2 separate regions of the Hordeum vulgare genome follow, and region 1 is linked to region 2. The links are chromatin contacts, called in public Hi-C maps. All regions are on one chromosome and are shown on one strand. The core of a region is the stretch at or near the end of the contact, and the rest is flanking DNA. Distances in the headings are between cores, read along the strand shown.

Region 1 (7,797 bases), core at 108-2,607, 800 kb after region 2:
ACGAACATTTTTGCTAGTAGAAGTATACGAATACAAAAAACACTTAACTTCACACGTCGAGGCTAGATACTACCGCGTATACACGGTTATGATGGACTGACCTAGTTTTGGGTGAGGGACCGAACGACGCCACATCGTTGTGTGGAATCGAACGTCGCCGCACACAAATGACAAAGTTAGAAAATCATTCGCTATTTTGAATCCTCTTCCATAATTTAAGGTCAGTACTGGGCGTCGGCGATTCGACCCGAAAACTCACGCCGAACGCAGCACAACCGTCAAATTAGGGAGCCCTTGACCGTCAGATCTTCTTTCTCATCCTCAACCTCGAGCCAACGAACGCGAGCCCCTCGCCGGACATCCTCGTCCAACGCGCAGAGGCGCTCCCCGCCCCTCCCCTCTCCCCTGCCCCCCGGCGGTCAAGGGGTCCTTCTCCCGTCGCCCCCTCTAGCCAGACGTCCTCGCCGTCAGTCGTCGTCCTTGCAGACCCAACAAACGCGAGCACCTTGCCGGTCATTCTCGTCAAAAAACCACAACCCCCACCCCCTGACTGTCGAGGGGTCCTTCTCCCGTCGCCCCATCTCATCATCGTTGTCAAGCTCGTTGCTTGTAGCAGATGCTGTCGGCGGTCAAAACTTTTTTCCGTGAAGCTGGTTGAAGCTTTCTCTAGAACGGTTGCAACTTTTTTGATTGTGCAGTGCATGGTTGTAGCTTTCTCTCTCAATGGTTGGAGCTTTTTTCATCTACGGTCGAAGCTTTTCTATCAAGGGTTGTAACTATTATCTTTTAGCAGCGCACGGTTAATGTGCTCTCTATCATTTTTGTTATAGTTTTTTTCATCAACGGTTGTAGCATTTTATGTCAATGATTGTAGCATTCTTCCATGGCAATGTCCGTTTGCAGCTTTTTTCATCAACAGTTATAGCATTTTATGTCAACGATTGTAGCATTTTGTCATCGCAATGATCGCTTGCAGCTTTTTTATATGCCTGATTGAACTTTTTCTTCTGAATTTGAAGCTTATTTGACAGCGACTGTAACATGAGGGTGTGCAACGGGTTTTGCGATGCCTCAACCGCCATCCAGTCAAGGATCGTCGGAGTTGCGGCTGTGTGCTGCAAAGAAGGGGGATCGAAGAAGCAGCGGACAGAGCGGAGGGCGCCATGTGCGACGAGGAGAGAAAGAAAAAAAAATGCAGAAGGTGGAAGAAACACAGGAGTTGGGCCGCATCATACGTATCGCCAATTGATTCATTGAAAGGGAGCGTGAGTGCTGACCGAAACGTTTGACCGGCTCACGCCGAAGTGAGACGTTTCCCATAATTTAATGCCAAAAGCTTGCTTAGGTTTTCCGTGTCGCACGCTTCGTTTTAGCCGCAAACTCCATCAAAATACCACCGATCGAAATCCCGCAGAAAGCTTTGCCCTGAAAAAAAAAGCCAGTGCGCACCTCGCCTCCTCCCACCTCCACCTCCGCGCAGATCCCATCTAACCATGGCGGCCCCTTCCCGCACCTCCTGGGCCGACGTCGCCGACGCTGAACCGGCCCCTCCCGCTCCCGTTCCAGCGGCGGCGCCCGCCACATCCAACGGCCCCGCGCGTGCCGACCGCTCCTCCTACGTTCCTCCCCACCTCCGCAACCGCTCCTCCTCCACCGCGCCTCCGGTGTCCTCCGCTCCTCCCCCCCGCGCCGCGCCCGGCCTCCTCGGCCGCCCCACCGTCGGCGCCGGTGGGAGGTTCGGGGGAGGCGGGGCCCCACCTCGTAGGTGGGACCGGGAGCCCAACCCTTTCGGGGACGAGGAGGAGGTGCTGGCGGAGCCTGTGCCCTTCGACGAGCACCAGAACACGGGGATCAACTTTGAAGCGTACGAAGACATCCCCGTAGAGACCAGCGGCCGGGAAGTTCCGCCCGCCGTGGGCACGTTCGCGGAGATCGACCTCGGCGCCGCGCTCAACGACAACATTCGCCGGTGCAAGTACGTGCGGCCCACGCCCGTGCAGCGCCATGCCATCCCGATCTCTCTGGCTGGGCGAGATCTCATGGCTTGCGCGCAGACTGGATCGGGGAAAACGGCCGCCTTCTGCTTCCCCATCATCAGCGGCATCATGCGGGGCCCGCCCGTGCAGCGGTCACAACGGGGCGGGAGTAGGACCGCCTGCCCGCTTGCCCTCATCCTGTCGCCCACAAGAGAGCTGTCAATGCAGGTGATGGTCGTGTATATATCTTGTTTGTCGTTTTATATTACGCCCAGTTAATCTCCTGCGCCATGTCCGTGATAGTTGTTTCGTTGTGTTTGCCTTGTACTGCAGATTCATGAAGAGGCCAGAAAATTTTCATATCAGACTGGTGTCAGGGTAGTGGTTGCATATGGCGGGGCGCCTATTACCCAGCAGGTCTGATTCTGTCTGTCGTTTGCTCTAATAGCTCAAGTTCTGAAAATGGCCTGTTTCTTATAAAATTTCTGCCCTGGACCTCTATTTCAGTATGAGTGTAGTATATGCATGGTAGGATATGCAGTCAGTTCTTCACAGAGGCTATGCAAGTTCTCTGATGTTAACTGTTTCTGTGGAATTGCTGGGTGCATGCATTGCATATGGTTACAGTTAATTCTGCTGCAATGCAAAGGTGATTCCCATAAACTGATAAAATTGTTAGGTATGTTTAATTTGTTCATACTGTATCCAACAATTTCGTGTTAGCAAATAACAGATAACATGTGCCTGCATCCTTTGTTGCTGAACATATTACACAATACGTCCTTTGGCAGGTCCATGTGTATATTTAGAAAGACATGGTCCTGTATTCCGTGTAAGGGAGCGGTTTAGTGCTTGACCATATGATTTCCAATGTAATTCTTTCTTCGTCCAAAATCTGTTTTCTTTCTGTAGCAACATGCCCCCTGTTATGTTCATAAGTGCCAGCACTGAGTTATCTTTCTATTCGTCTTTTTGTTTGTCATCCTGATCATAAGTCTGTTACCTACCTGATTATGGGTTGTTTTGTCGATATCCCATTGCTCCCTATAGTATTGTTGGACTTTGTGTTAGATGGCACAGATGCTGTTTGTCTGCTGTATTACCTTTTGTTGTTGCAACAAAGTTCTCCTCTCAGCACTACTGAGTGAAACAACGTTGGGAAAATGGGCTTTATGTGAAGGATGATGCTGATAGTTCAATTGAAAACATCACTTATGATAACAGTGATCCTGGATCTTGTGATTCATGCACCACAAAGTCTACTCAAAGTAGAAGTTGAAAGAATTGGACCTGTCAATCTGGGTGAGTTCCAACTGTGGCGATGAGGTGCTAAGCATCCTTTGGTAACACATGATCCCTCGGATTTGTTAAAAAGCTAGTTAATTTGGCTGCATATTTGCTTTTGTATACTTGGCAGTAATCTTAGTTTCTTTAATTTCTATTACCATAAATGCGATTTTCATTGTTTTCCAGTTGAGAGATCTTGAGAGGGGTGTTGACATTCTTGTGGCTACCCCTGGTCGTTTGGTTGATTTACTGGAAAGGGCAAGAGTATCCTTACAGTCGATTAGATACCTTGCCCTTGATGAGGCAGATAGAATGCTGGATATGGGGTTTGAGCCGCAAGTTCGGAGAATTGTTGAGCAAATGGATATGCCTCCACGAGGTGTCAGGCAGACGTTATTGTTTAGCGCCACGTTCCCGGGAGAAATCCAGGTTAGCTTTTTATTCCACATTTCTGTAGTTATCTTGATTTTATATATAAATATCTGTAAGAAGCATCTCCACTCTATTGAAATGATTGGTTCTTGCTGTTAAATCTGAGCCCTTGGTTGTACTTCGCATTTTCTTGTTGCTGTGTTAATATGTTTCTCCCTATTGATATACTGGAGTATATCATATATTTGGCTGATGCTTTACTATTTAGGTAGTATGGCATTTTTAACCATGAATGGTGTTAACCTTAGAACCATGCTTGATGAGCTTAGGGAAGGTAGTTAGATTTACATCCTTAAAAGAACTATTGTAACATGTGTTGTTAGCGTATAATATGAACATCGAGAAACCAATATTGTATTAAATTAGAGAAAAATTTCAGTTTAGTCCAACAATAACAATGATAGTCATATGCCTATATGTTATTATGTGCACCGGAGATTCTTTTATGCCGTATCGCTAGCATCTTATAAATCTCATTCTGTGTCAGCACTCGGCACTAGGGTGTTCTATATGTGAATGGAAATTAGTAACATGCACATGCTCTCTGAAGAGAATGTTATGCCAACTCCATGAATATATTTACATATTTCAGCAATGTCTGTTCAAAAGATGCTGAACTGTGAAAGTATTGGTACAGCGACATGGAGTATTTTATCACGGATAAGCTATGTGTATGATAGGCTATAAAGCTTGTTCTTATTTTTGGTCTGGTTAAATTATCTTTTCCTGACTGCATTTTGCCCACCTTACTGAAATATCTTTTCCTGACTGATCTGGCATTGATGTAGCTAGGCAAGCCGTGTCCTGGTGCTGACTTATTTGAGTTTTCCAATTGGGTTGTTGTGCTATGCTGAATATCTTTGTCATGTAGGATGTCTTCCAATTGTTTTGTTATGTCAAAAGTTTTTAGTTTGCATTTTTAATGACATTGAGGTTACTCGTAATGAACACAGAAAATGGCATCTGACTTTCTGGAGAACTACATATTCCTGGCTGTTGGAAGGGTCGGGTCAAGTACTGAGTTGATTGCCCAGAGAGTTGAGTTTGTACAGGAGGCAGATAAAAGAAGTCACTTGATGGATCTGCTCCATGCGCAAAGAGACAGTTCTGATCAAGGGAAGGTAATATTTTGACTGTCCCTTATTTTTATTATTCAATCACTTAACCTATTGTGTTATTCTTTAGTTTCTCTTAAGATCAGTTGTGGAAGTACTTTGGAGGTGCTCTAAGTAGAGAATGCAGATCTTTATTCCTAGTGCTCATTTTTCTCCTGTCTTTCGCTGCAGCAAGCTCTCACACTTGTCTTCGTGGAGACCAAAAGGGGTGCCGACTCACTGGAAAACTGGTTGTGTACGAATGGATTTCCAGCGACTTCTATTCATGGTGATAGAAATCAGCAGGTTTATTCTTTTGTCTCCTTCAGAACCTCCCATTTTTGCTTGGAGCATATTTATTTCTGCTTGTTCTCTGGAATGATGTAATAATTGGTCAGTTGCTGCCATCAAATAAATGTTGCCAATTTACTGTTCTGTTTGGTTTGTTTGACAGGCTATTGCAGTTTTTGTGCTTTTCAGCTACTATTGCTATCACACAGCAGATACTTATTTATTGATTTGCTCCAAAATTCCTGTAGTCTTGAATCTTATTACCTGTTGATGGATACTTGGGCGTTTGTTCTTGTGAAACTAAAGATGTTTGTCTTATCAAGTGCTGTTTTTTCCTGACATATTGATGTACCAATTATTATTACAGGAAAGAGAACATGCTTTGAGATCCTTCAAGAGTGGTCAAACTCCAATTCTTGTTGCAACTGATGTGGCGGCCCGGGGCCTCGACATTCCTCATGTTGCCCATGTTGTGAACTTTGATCTCCCCAATGATATTGATGACTATGTACACAGGATTGGTCGTACAGGGAGGGCAGGAAAAAGTGGAATTGCGACTGCTTTCTTCAATGACAACAACTCTTCAATGGCAAAGTCTCTAGCTGACCTAATGCAAGAATCTAATCAGGAGGTACCTGCGTGGCTCACTCGCTATGCAGCTCGCCCATCTTATGGTGGTGGTGGTGGAAAGAACAGACGTGGTGCCGGAGGAGGGAGCCGCTTTGGTGGCCGTGACTTCCGTAGGGAATCTTCTTCCTTTGGCAAGGGTGGTGGCGCCAGTGACTATGCTGGAGGCAGCAGCTATGGGGGCGGTGGCTATGGTGGTGCTGGAGCTCCCAGTGCCTGGGATTAATGTTGCAGTCGTTCCTGTAGGGTCTATCAAGTTTAGTTTGCTTTACTCTAGCTTCTTATTAGATATACATTTTTGGTAGGAGCAGATATACAGCGACAGCACTAGTGAACTGTGTCGGACCCCTTCTTTTCTTCTGGTTACAACCGAAGTAATCTTATCTTACAGATATCTGTTATGGAGAGCGTCTTTGAGGACTTTCAGGCACACACCAAGGTTCGCAGCTAGGAATATGATTTCTAGACTGAATTACTTGTTAGGGATAATAGTAGCTGGTGTTGGTAGACTGACATTTAGCGCTTGATGTGGAATTTCTGTCTTCGCATTTCCTTGGTCTATGTCTCATTTTGGGTTGGTTGTAGAGCTTGTAATGAGGGTGCTTATGTGGCTTGATTTTGGTCCCAGATTTGACTTTTGATACCCAGGTTGAGGTAGTCCTTACTCCTTTAAATCCTGTTGTAATGTATATACTGTGAGGTCAGGCTGGAACGAATAAGAACAAGTTATTAGTCTTTACGAGGAAGTAGGGCCATATCATGTGATGGGTTTGTTTCAACAATATACATCTATATCTCTACTATTAAAGCAGGATGTGTCGTCGTGATGGTTCAACCTCGCAGCGATCCCACTTCGTCTTACCTATGCCCGAACAAAAAAAGCGTAGAAAAAAAATCCCACCTTCGACGCGAGTGAAAAACCGAAACGACCTGCACGCCCTTCACTTTCCCCGTCGGTCTCCATCCCCAGATCTCTCTCCCCCACCCCCTCCCTCGCAACCACCCCTGAGACCCGGTGTCGCCTCCTTGTCCGTCGGAGCGCAGTCACGCATCAGGGTCGGGGGTTTTGCGAGCAGCACCCGCCCCGCGAGCTTGCGGCCACCCCTGTGCCGCTCGGTGTCGGCCCCGCCCCCGCGCCGCTCGGGTCATCGCCGCCTCTCTCGCCGTCGACGAGTCACTGTGGCGGTGTCGGTGGCGGCCAGGCACCTCGTCCGCGTCCCACCATGCCGGAGCCCACCAAGCCCCTCTCCCCCCGCCCAAGCCGCGGCCTCTGCCTCGACTCCGCCCTCCTCGCCATCGTCATCTCCACCCTCGTCCACCTCCTCTCCCCGCCACCTCAGCCAGCCCCCTCCCCGTGCTTCTCCGTCATCATAGACGTCGGCAACAACGGTACCCGAGCCCACGTATTCTCCTTGGGGCCCGATGGCCGGCTGGATCTGGCGCGCTCCGCCGTGATGCGCGTCTCCCCGGGGCTCTCCACTTTAGACGCGGACACGGCGCGCGCGGCGGAGTCGCTGCGACCTCTGATGGAATTTGCCAAGGAGAAGGTAGGTGGCGAGGGGGCCGCCGCGGCAACAGAAGTGCGGCTGATGGCAACCGTCGGCCTGCGGCTACTCGAGGAGAGCGTCCGGGAGGCGATATTGGTGTCCTGCAGGAACGCTCTTAGGGCCTCCGGGTTCCGGTTCGAGGACTCATGGGCCAAGGTGATCCCAGGTACTACTGTCGGTTTCTTCACCTTACTAAGAAAATGAATTGCAAAAACCAGTAAGCCTCCAGCAACATGTTCATTTCTTACTGGTTGATAACATCAACAAACTGAGCAAATCATGGGGCATGGAGAACATTGATTGAGTGATACAAATACTGCTGGGCAGTATGGAACTGACTGCGAATTAGTTTTTCCTTTTGGGGGGTGAGGGTGATTGTTTGATGGATCTAGATGGTTATTGTGTCACTAGCTGAAATATGTCTGAGTTGGTTTTTTACTTCGGCTGGTATGTTTCTTATATAGGTTCTGATGAAGGCGTCGATGCTTGGGTTGCGGCAAACTATGCTCTCGGCACACTTGGAATGTAGATCTTCTTCACTGA
Region 2 (7,447 bases), core at 790-3,289:
GCCTCTCTCCAGCATCTGCCTCGTGCGCGGAGGCTTCCTAGCGCAAAGGGAGTTCGCTACCTCCTCCGCCTGGCAGCGCTCGATGTGCCGATCAACCTCTTGCTGGCGAAGGCACGCGACCATGAAGGCAATATCACTGGGCGCCCATTGGACCTCTTTCATGGTGGCACGCTCACGCATATCGCCCCACGCCCACACAGCGGTGAGGCGCCTAGCGCCTCTCTCTTTCATTGTGTGGTACCTATTGTCTTCATGCACATCCTCCACTCAACGACACGCCTGACGTCAAAGCTCCAACTCCTCCTTTTCTGATGCGGAAGTAAGGGCATTCTAGGTTGCAAGGTGTAACAGTCCAAGTGCATTACCTTGCCATCTTTGTAATATTCCATGTATGAACCCTCAATGAATGCCGTCATGCGGTTTCGGTAGAAATATTTTGCTTCATGTCATTTGCATCATTGCATCATATCCTCATTTCATTTTTGCATCATCCTTGTGAAGTGTTATGTGAGTGGATGTGTGTGAGGTGTGCTTGCAAGCGACCGTGTGTGGGGGATCCTCTCCAAAAGCCTTTTGCAAAATCTTACCAAAAACCCCTCTTTATTCCAATGTTAGTTATGTGTTTTTTGTTACTTGCTCTAATCAACTTTATAAAATGTTGCCAGGATCCCAAATATTCTGTAGGATGTTTTAAAAGTTATACTTGACCATGTGTTGGTATTTCCCTTTGGCACCTTCTGCAAAAACAACATCCATGGTATTTAATATGTGATTTATTTTGTTAGCGCTAAAATGCCCAAATCATTTTGTTAAATAGAGCTCATTTTTCAGAGTGCCAAACTATTTTTCTTTCTCAGTTTTTCTCTTTCAAACTTCCTTGGCAATTTTTTTTATTCTTATTTCTTTTTAAAATTAAAGAACCTTCCTTTCGGTGAGAGAGAGCCAGCAGCACTAGCCCGAAGTAGCCGGTCCTGCAGTGCCCGCAGTGGCCCAGCAGAGCAGCCACCAACCCACGTACGCACGAGTCTTCTTCCTCCTGTATGGCTCGACATCTAGAGCACCCAAGTCAGCATGCCCGATGATTTGACGGCCGTCTAGCGCCCATAGCCTCTATATATGATGTCCCCGGTGCCCTAGGGTTTGCCCTCGACCTATTTTGTCCCTCTCCTTGCCTCTCTGTCATCAGGTAAGGCTAGCCACACCACGTCTACTCCCTGCTCTCCATGCTCTGGCTGAGCTTGAGCTCGTGCTCAAGGTAGCCCCTCAGCATCATCCCCTTCCTCCCCGACAGCGTGGATCGAGACCCCAGAGTCCCTGCCATCTTCTCCATCTACGTATGCAATGCCAACAACTCTAGAGCTCCCTCACCGTCGCTGTTTTCTTTGGTGTGCTTGGATCCCAGGTGCACCGGACTTTTGTCGAGCGTGGCATCATCTCCATCACCCCTCCAACCATAGCTTCATGTCCCAGGTGATCCAGGTACATCCCTCTTCCACCCTGCTCCTATTCGTGGCTAGAAGATCTGCGTAGGAAGCAATAGGAGAGTGCCAACTTTGCACTCTCCGTGCTCTGAATATAGATGTAGTGTATACATACTATTTTTTTGCATTTTATTCTTGCTTCCCATGCGATCTATAATTATCCCTCACGCGTATGCCATTCGTATGCAGCCCCACATGCATCTGCAGCTCGCCCAAAGCCTCACCACGCCCGCTTTGCCTCACGTACCCGGGACGTGCTTGAGCTCGAACTCGAGCCGCCCCGCATGCGTGTCTCCTCTAGTTGCTCCGCTTGCACGCCCCCACCTGCACCAAATCCGCAGCCCCGCCGGCACACCACCTACCCAGATATGGCAGGCTTGCTCGCCGACGCCGTCATAGCTTCTCATGCGTAAGGTAGAACAAAACCAGCCTCTGCCTGGGGGCCAGCTCCTAGTATCTCGAACCCTTGTATGTTCGAAACCACCCTCCTAGCCTATTGGTAGCACACCCACTCTCTGGTCCCGGAGACGCAGGTTCGAGTCCCGGAAACCCATTTTTGGCATATGCCTATTCTGGCATATAGTAGGTTATACCCATTTTTGGCATATGCCTATTCTGGCATATAGTAGGTTATACCTAGTAGTGGTAATTTTTGCAATAGGTTTGTGGCATTATTTTCAATAGGTTTGTGGCATTATTTTCTACAGGAACATAGGCTTGTGATATATGGGTTTGGGGTAGAAAAATCCAGTAAATCCATAGGTGACCTTGGTTTTGTCATTTGAGCAAGTTTGCAAAAATGTTATTTTGTCTATATGTGTCATTTTGTCTTTTTCACATGAATTAATTGTTGCATCATATGATAATCTTGTCAACATGAAGGTGGTAGAGTTTTGAGGGTACTAGGCCTGGTATTTTTCTTTGCCATGATGAGCTTGTCGATTTGTGGGTTTCTTGCTGTAAACATGCTAAGAAAATGTTGCTGATTCACATACTCAAATATTTCTAAGTGTTAGAATATGTTATTTTATTGCCATGTTGTCTTGATGATTCCCATGGGTAGGTTGTTCCTTTGAGGTTGGTAGAGTTCCATGAAATGTAGTGCTTGTTGCCCTCTTTCAAGTGGTGCCTTCACCTTGTCAAATAGGTTTTGCATCATGGAGTTGCATCCTATCAAATATGCTATGATGTTTTAAACTGGTGTAAATTCTCCTGCTGAAATTTGACAAAGTCTGGAAATCTTCTGTTATTTTCATGCCATGTTTAGGGGATGCTACCATGTTTTCTGTGAAGTTCCATCTCATGCTTAGTGCTAATAAATTGTAGTTGTTGTTGCCATTTATAACTCTATTAAACTTCATGCCATGAAACTTGCCGTAGAGTAGTTTTTTATTGCTGTCAACATGCCACTAGGTTAAAAAAATTGCAAGTGTAAATTGAGATTTTCACTAAGTCCTAACGTGTAGTATTTGTTGAGAGCTTGTTTTCTATTGATTCATGTACCTATCCATGTTGCTATTAGTTTTATATTCTTGTGCTCTTTGATAGGTTGATATTCACGTCTTGGTTGAACTTGTTGAATCGCTCTAGCCACTAGGTTTTGTTTGATCAAAGTGGTATGTTGCTGTTTGTGGGCAGATTGGTTGCTAAAGTGTTTTGTGCTTTTGTGTGAGTTGTGCTCGTTTGTTTTGCATGATCTTTAGGTCTATTCCACATGAAATTTCGTGCCCAATCCAGTGGCATACTTGGAGTGCCAAGAAAATGCCCATAGCTCCCTCTCAATGTTGTTTAGTCATTGTTGCCTTCCGTTTCTTGTTTTGTGAATTCCGAAAGTTTCGTAGCTCGGTTTGGCGACGTTCCTTATATGTTTTTGCACCGTTTACTCATGATGCATCCATTCATGCCATGTTAATGCATGCCCAAATTAACTTAATAAATGCATGACAAAGTTGACAAGTTAGCATTGCCATGCTCCTTTCATAACCACACTCATGCATCATGTTGTTTGAAGCATTTCACCTTGCCGTGGTTTCATTGGATGTGTATTTTCTGTGGGTAGCAATGAGAGCTGAGAATGAGTGCGAGGATCACGCCGAGTATGTTCCTGAAGAGCAAGAGATGTACCCGTCACAAGAACCAACATGCAAGATGATTGTGACCTTGATATCGCCTCTAATTTTGTTGTGCTTAGATTACTCGTTCCCTTCGCTATTTATCGTTGCCTACCACCTGAATATTAAGCCTCCAAGCATTTCCATGAAAGCCTCTAACCCCTGCACAACCTAGCAAACATTGATTGGCTAAGATAGCGCTTGCTCAACCCTCTTATAGGTTTGCCAGTTTCAGGTGCAGGCTGATCCATGTGTTTACATGGGCTCTTGAATATCATCTTATTACTACTATTTAATTTAATGCACCTATATGCTTGGTAAAAGGAGAAAGATTGACCTTTTGCTGGGTGCTTTGTTCTGCTTTTGTCGCCTTAGTTTCGGCTACCGGTGTTATGTTCCATATTGAGCTCTCCTAACACGCTTGGGATTGTTATGGGGACCCCTTGATAATTCGTTTTGGTTAAGACTTGTCTGGAAAGGCCCAACATTGGTTTTAAATTTGCTAAACAATTTAATAAAAATGCATAGGGAATAGCTGCCCCGTGGATAGTTAATCGACCGCCTGGACCAATGCTCCTCATGAGTGTTGGTCCACCTACCTACAGTCGGTAGTGTCGCCTCGGGGCAACTCGAGTCTGTTTGGCTATCGTCCACTATGCATAGACGGTTGTGCCCTGAGAATGAGATACGTGGTGCCTATCGGGCACATCGACACACCGGGTGGTCTTGCTGGATTAGTTTTTACCTTATTGAAATATCTTATGCATCGGGATTCCGAGGATGCTTTGGGCTATCTCAAGGTTGAGGTTTTCCACTAAGGAATCCGTGGAGATCACAGGTTTTCTATGGTCGAGGATTCCTATGCAGCTTGTGGTAGTTTGTGATGGACTAGTTGGAGAACTCCTGCACGGTTATCATCTTTCGAAAAGTCGTACCCGTAGTTATGTGGAAACTTGGAAACTTTGTTTAACATCCGGTTCTAGATAACTTGAAGTAAACTTAATTAAAATATGCCAATTATGTGCGTAACCGTGACCGTCTATTTCGCGAGCTCCTTCTCCGACTAAGGACATGGTGAGGTTATGACTGGCGTAAGTAGGTGTTCAGGATCACTTAGTGATCATTATGTAGTTCACGACCATCATGCGTAGACCACTCAATTTACATTATGTTCTCGTAAGTTAGCTACCATATATGTGTAGTGCTGCTGCAACCTCAACACTTAACCTTCTACACCCAAAACCTGATTAGTTCCGGTATCATGGTTGCAAGATTGCTTAATACCCGTGGCTCACATATTACTACAACACCACAGGTCCAAGTACCGTTGATCCAGAGGCGTTTCATGCTACACAACTTTAGTGGGAGTTCAATGAAGGCAGTGGCCGCATTTACGTGACTTACTCCAATGATTAGAGGAGCTTGGTCATCTCCTGGGATAGCGAGACTGATCATTGCAATCTTATCGTTTATCTTGTTCATAGTCGGACCTGGTCTTATGGATGACTTGAAATAAATGTTGTGTGACTTGTACCTTAACTTGTGGCGAGTGTAAGCCATTCCATATACTCATCTCTTCATGTATGTATTGCGATGATTTCTGTACTTGTGAAATGCTAAGATGCACCTCTTTCCGTATTAAGGCCTCATCACCGAATATGGAAAGTGCCGCATATTGGATGTTACAAGTTGGTAATCAGAGTCATACGACCATAGGAGCCTTTGATTGATCGAACTTGGCCGAGTTGAGTATAGTAAAACTACTGGAGTCTTAGTTATACCGGAGAGTAGGTTTCTCTTTACTCTTCTTCCCTGCTGTGGTGACGTTCACGACTTAGGAATTTTAATTCTACTCCTCTTCTCTCTCAATTTTTTTAGGATCACGCAGATATTTTCTAATCTATATGATATCGATGTGATGGAGCTGTGACTTGGTGCCTTCTGTGTGAGTTGATTTCTTCTAGGGAGTTGAACCTTAGGGGATTCTTGAACACATCATTATCGTTCAGATTTCTTAGTGTCTCAAAACCGAGGATGTTATAAATTGGTTCAAGACTAGTAGTGGCGAGAGGTGTCCGGCATCCCCGGTACTGGTGGAGAGAGTTCGGATGTACTACCATAGTTAGTATCTTTGTGGTTACAAGGGTCCGAGATAGATGAGTTTCTGAGACTATGGTTATGTGTTGACGAATATGTGACATTGGAGCATAGTATCATGTTAGGAGTTGTGTGAAGTTTTGCTCCTCGTATCCATGGACCCGATTGCATAACTGGAAGTTTCGGGAGTTCTGAGGTGGGAATTCCATTAGTAATCTAGGAAATTCTTTCATCGTATGTATGTTGGGATATACATTGTTCCGAGCACTTCTAGATCAAACATGATAATTGCAAGTGGCTTTTGAATCTTATGATGTTGTCACTAATTTTGTGGAAGTGTTCTTTCTAATCCTAGTTCGAATCTAAATTTCTAAGACTTTATATTGCAATATTTCACGCCTTTGGTTCATCTTATCACCTTCATCTTTCATATGTGGTCTAATGTTGTTGTCCTTCTCCAGGATGGCTCGAGCAACTCGCCATAATCCGAACTGTGATGTAATGCCCCAAGTGTAAAGCCTTCCCTATTTGGAAACCTTCTGATGTGGGACCACCTTGTCATTGATATGAGAGAGTCCTATGCATGTATGATTTCATGTGTCCCTTGTATTTCTTCCTTGCATGCATGCATAGCATACCATGTCATGCCCATGTATTTGACATGTTGCCTTGTGTTCTTGTGATGATGTGATGCCTTGTGGTTGTTAGCATTTGATGTGTGGCTTGTGTGGAGTGAAGCATGTGATAGTAATTGCTTAGGTTTCAAAACCATCTTCACTCCCTTTCTATTTCTTCTATGTCTAGATTCACTTCTTCCTTTTCTGTTTTAAAAATGCCTATGATTTAGGTTGATTTGAGTTGGGTGTAGAGAAGTGAAGTTTCTGATTTAACTTAGATTTGAAAGGTGCAAAATAATTACAAAACAGCCCACATATTGCTGTTTGTAAATATTCATTTGCCCCTAATATTCATTTTTCATTTTATTCAGATAGGTTATATTTTTCCATGGTCAGGGGTATTTTTGTTGTATTTTTATCCACAATGGATTTCTCTGTGTATTTTTCTCTTCCGTGGTTTTTCTTGTTAATAGAAAAAGCCCAGAGTGAATTTTCCCTTTAAGTGGCGCCACCCTGTGGGCTTACTCTCACGTGGCCGACTCACCTTCTCCCTTCCTCGCACGCTAGCCCAGTCCCATGCGACCGCCTTCTTCCCTGACGTCGTCTCCCAACCGATGCACCTTTTCGTCAGGCCAACAGAGAGCGCGTGCTGCCGCCGTGAGCTCGAACGTCGAGGTTCCCTCTATTTTAGAGGGCGTCAGTGCCTTCCCTCTTCTAGGGTTTACCTCTCTCCCATCCGCCGCCGCCGCTCCATTCCCCATCTCCCTCCTCTCTCTTTCTCCCGTCCTGGTAAGTCCTGCAGTTAGGAGCAGAGAGAGAGAGAGAGTAGTGCTCGCCGCCGTCTACCCCCGCCTCCGTCGACGACCGTTGCCGGCTCCATGTCCAGGAGCTTGGAGAGAGTCCCCGCGCCCCATTCCCGACCTTGCTGAGGCCGGGGAACGCCTACATCAACGACCAGGAGCACGTCTTCGCCGCGGCCACGAAGCTCTTCTTCCTCTACGCTGATCTGCAACAGGGTCCTCCTCCAGCGCGACTACCTCTTCTTCGGCCGACCTCCTCCACCGTACGTCTTCTCCTCCACCTTCCCTAGGTGAGGAACAGCTCCTCCCTCCTTCCTCCCTCCTTCTCGCCGACTAGATCG

Evidence for each region. Hi-C and Micro-C count contacts between places; a contact is called where the count stands out from the background.
Region 1: a contact with region 2 is called in a Hi-C map of leaf, with 4 times the contacts expected there. The contact joins the promoter of LOC123448365 here to the enhancer-like site in region 2. A contact is called at or near these places in 1 of 6 Hi-C or Micro-C datasets (leaf) and 1 of 1 datasets of contacts at active chromatin or transcription factors (embryo).

What each region holds. Positions count from the first base shown.
Region 1 is chr4H:191,574,933-191,582,729 of MorexV3_pseudomolecules_assembly, forward strand. It overlaps LOC123448365 (DEAD-box ATP-dependent RNA helicase 52C-like), which reads left to right and starts at 1,358. Exons shown (of 6, transcript XM_045125215.1): 1 at 1,358-2,204; 2 at 2,310-2,393; 3 at 3,450-3,692; 4 at 4,649-4,816; 5 at 4,982-5,095; 6 at 5,448-6,446. The coding sequence starts at 1,494. The coding sequence ends at 5,933. It also overlaps the pseudogene LOC123450389.
Region 2 is chr4H:190,777,387-190,784,833 of MorexV3_pseudomolecules_assembly, forward strand. No RefSeq gene overlaps it. Among protein-coding and RNA genes, the nearest start is that of LOC123448361, 21 kb to the left of the region's middle. Within about 2 kb of position 2,040, at least 2 of the 3 cell types and tissues checked have open chromatin away from gene starts, as enhancers often do. A contact at or near this core is called in leaf, where this site is marked.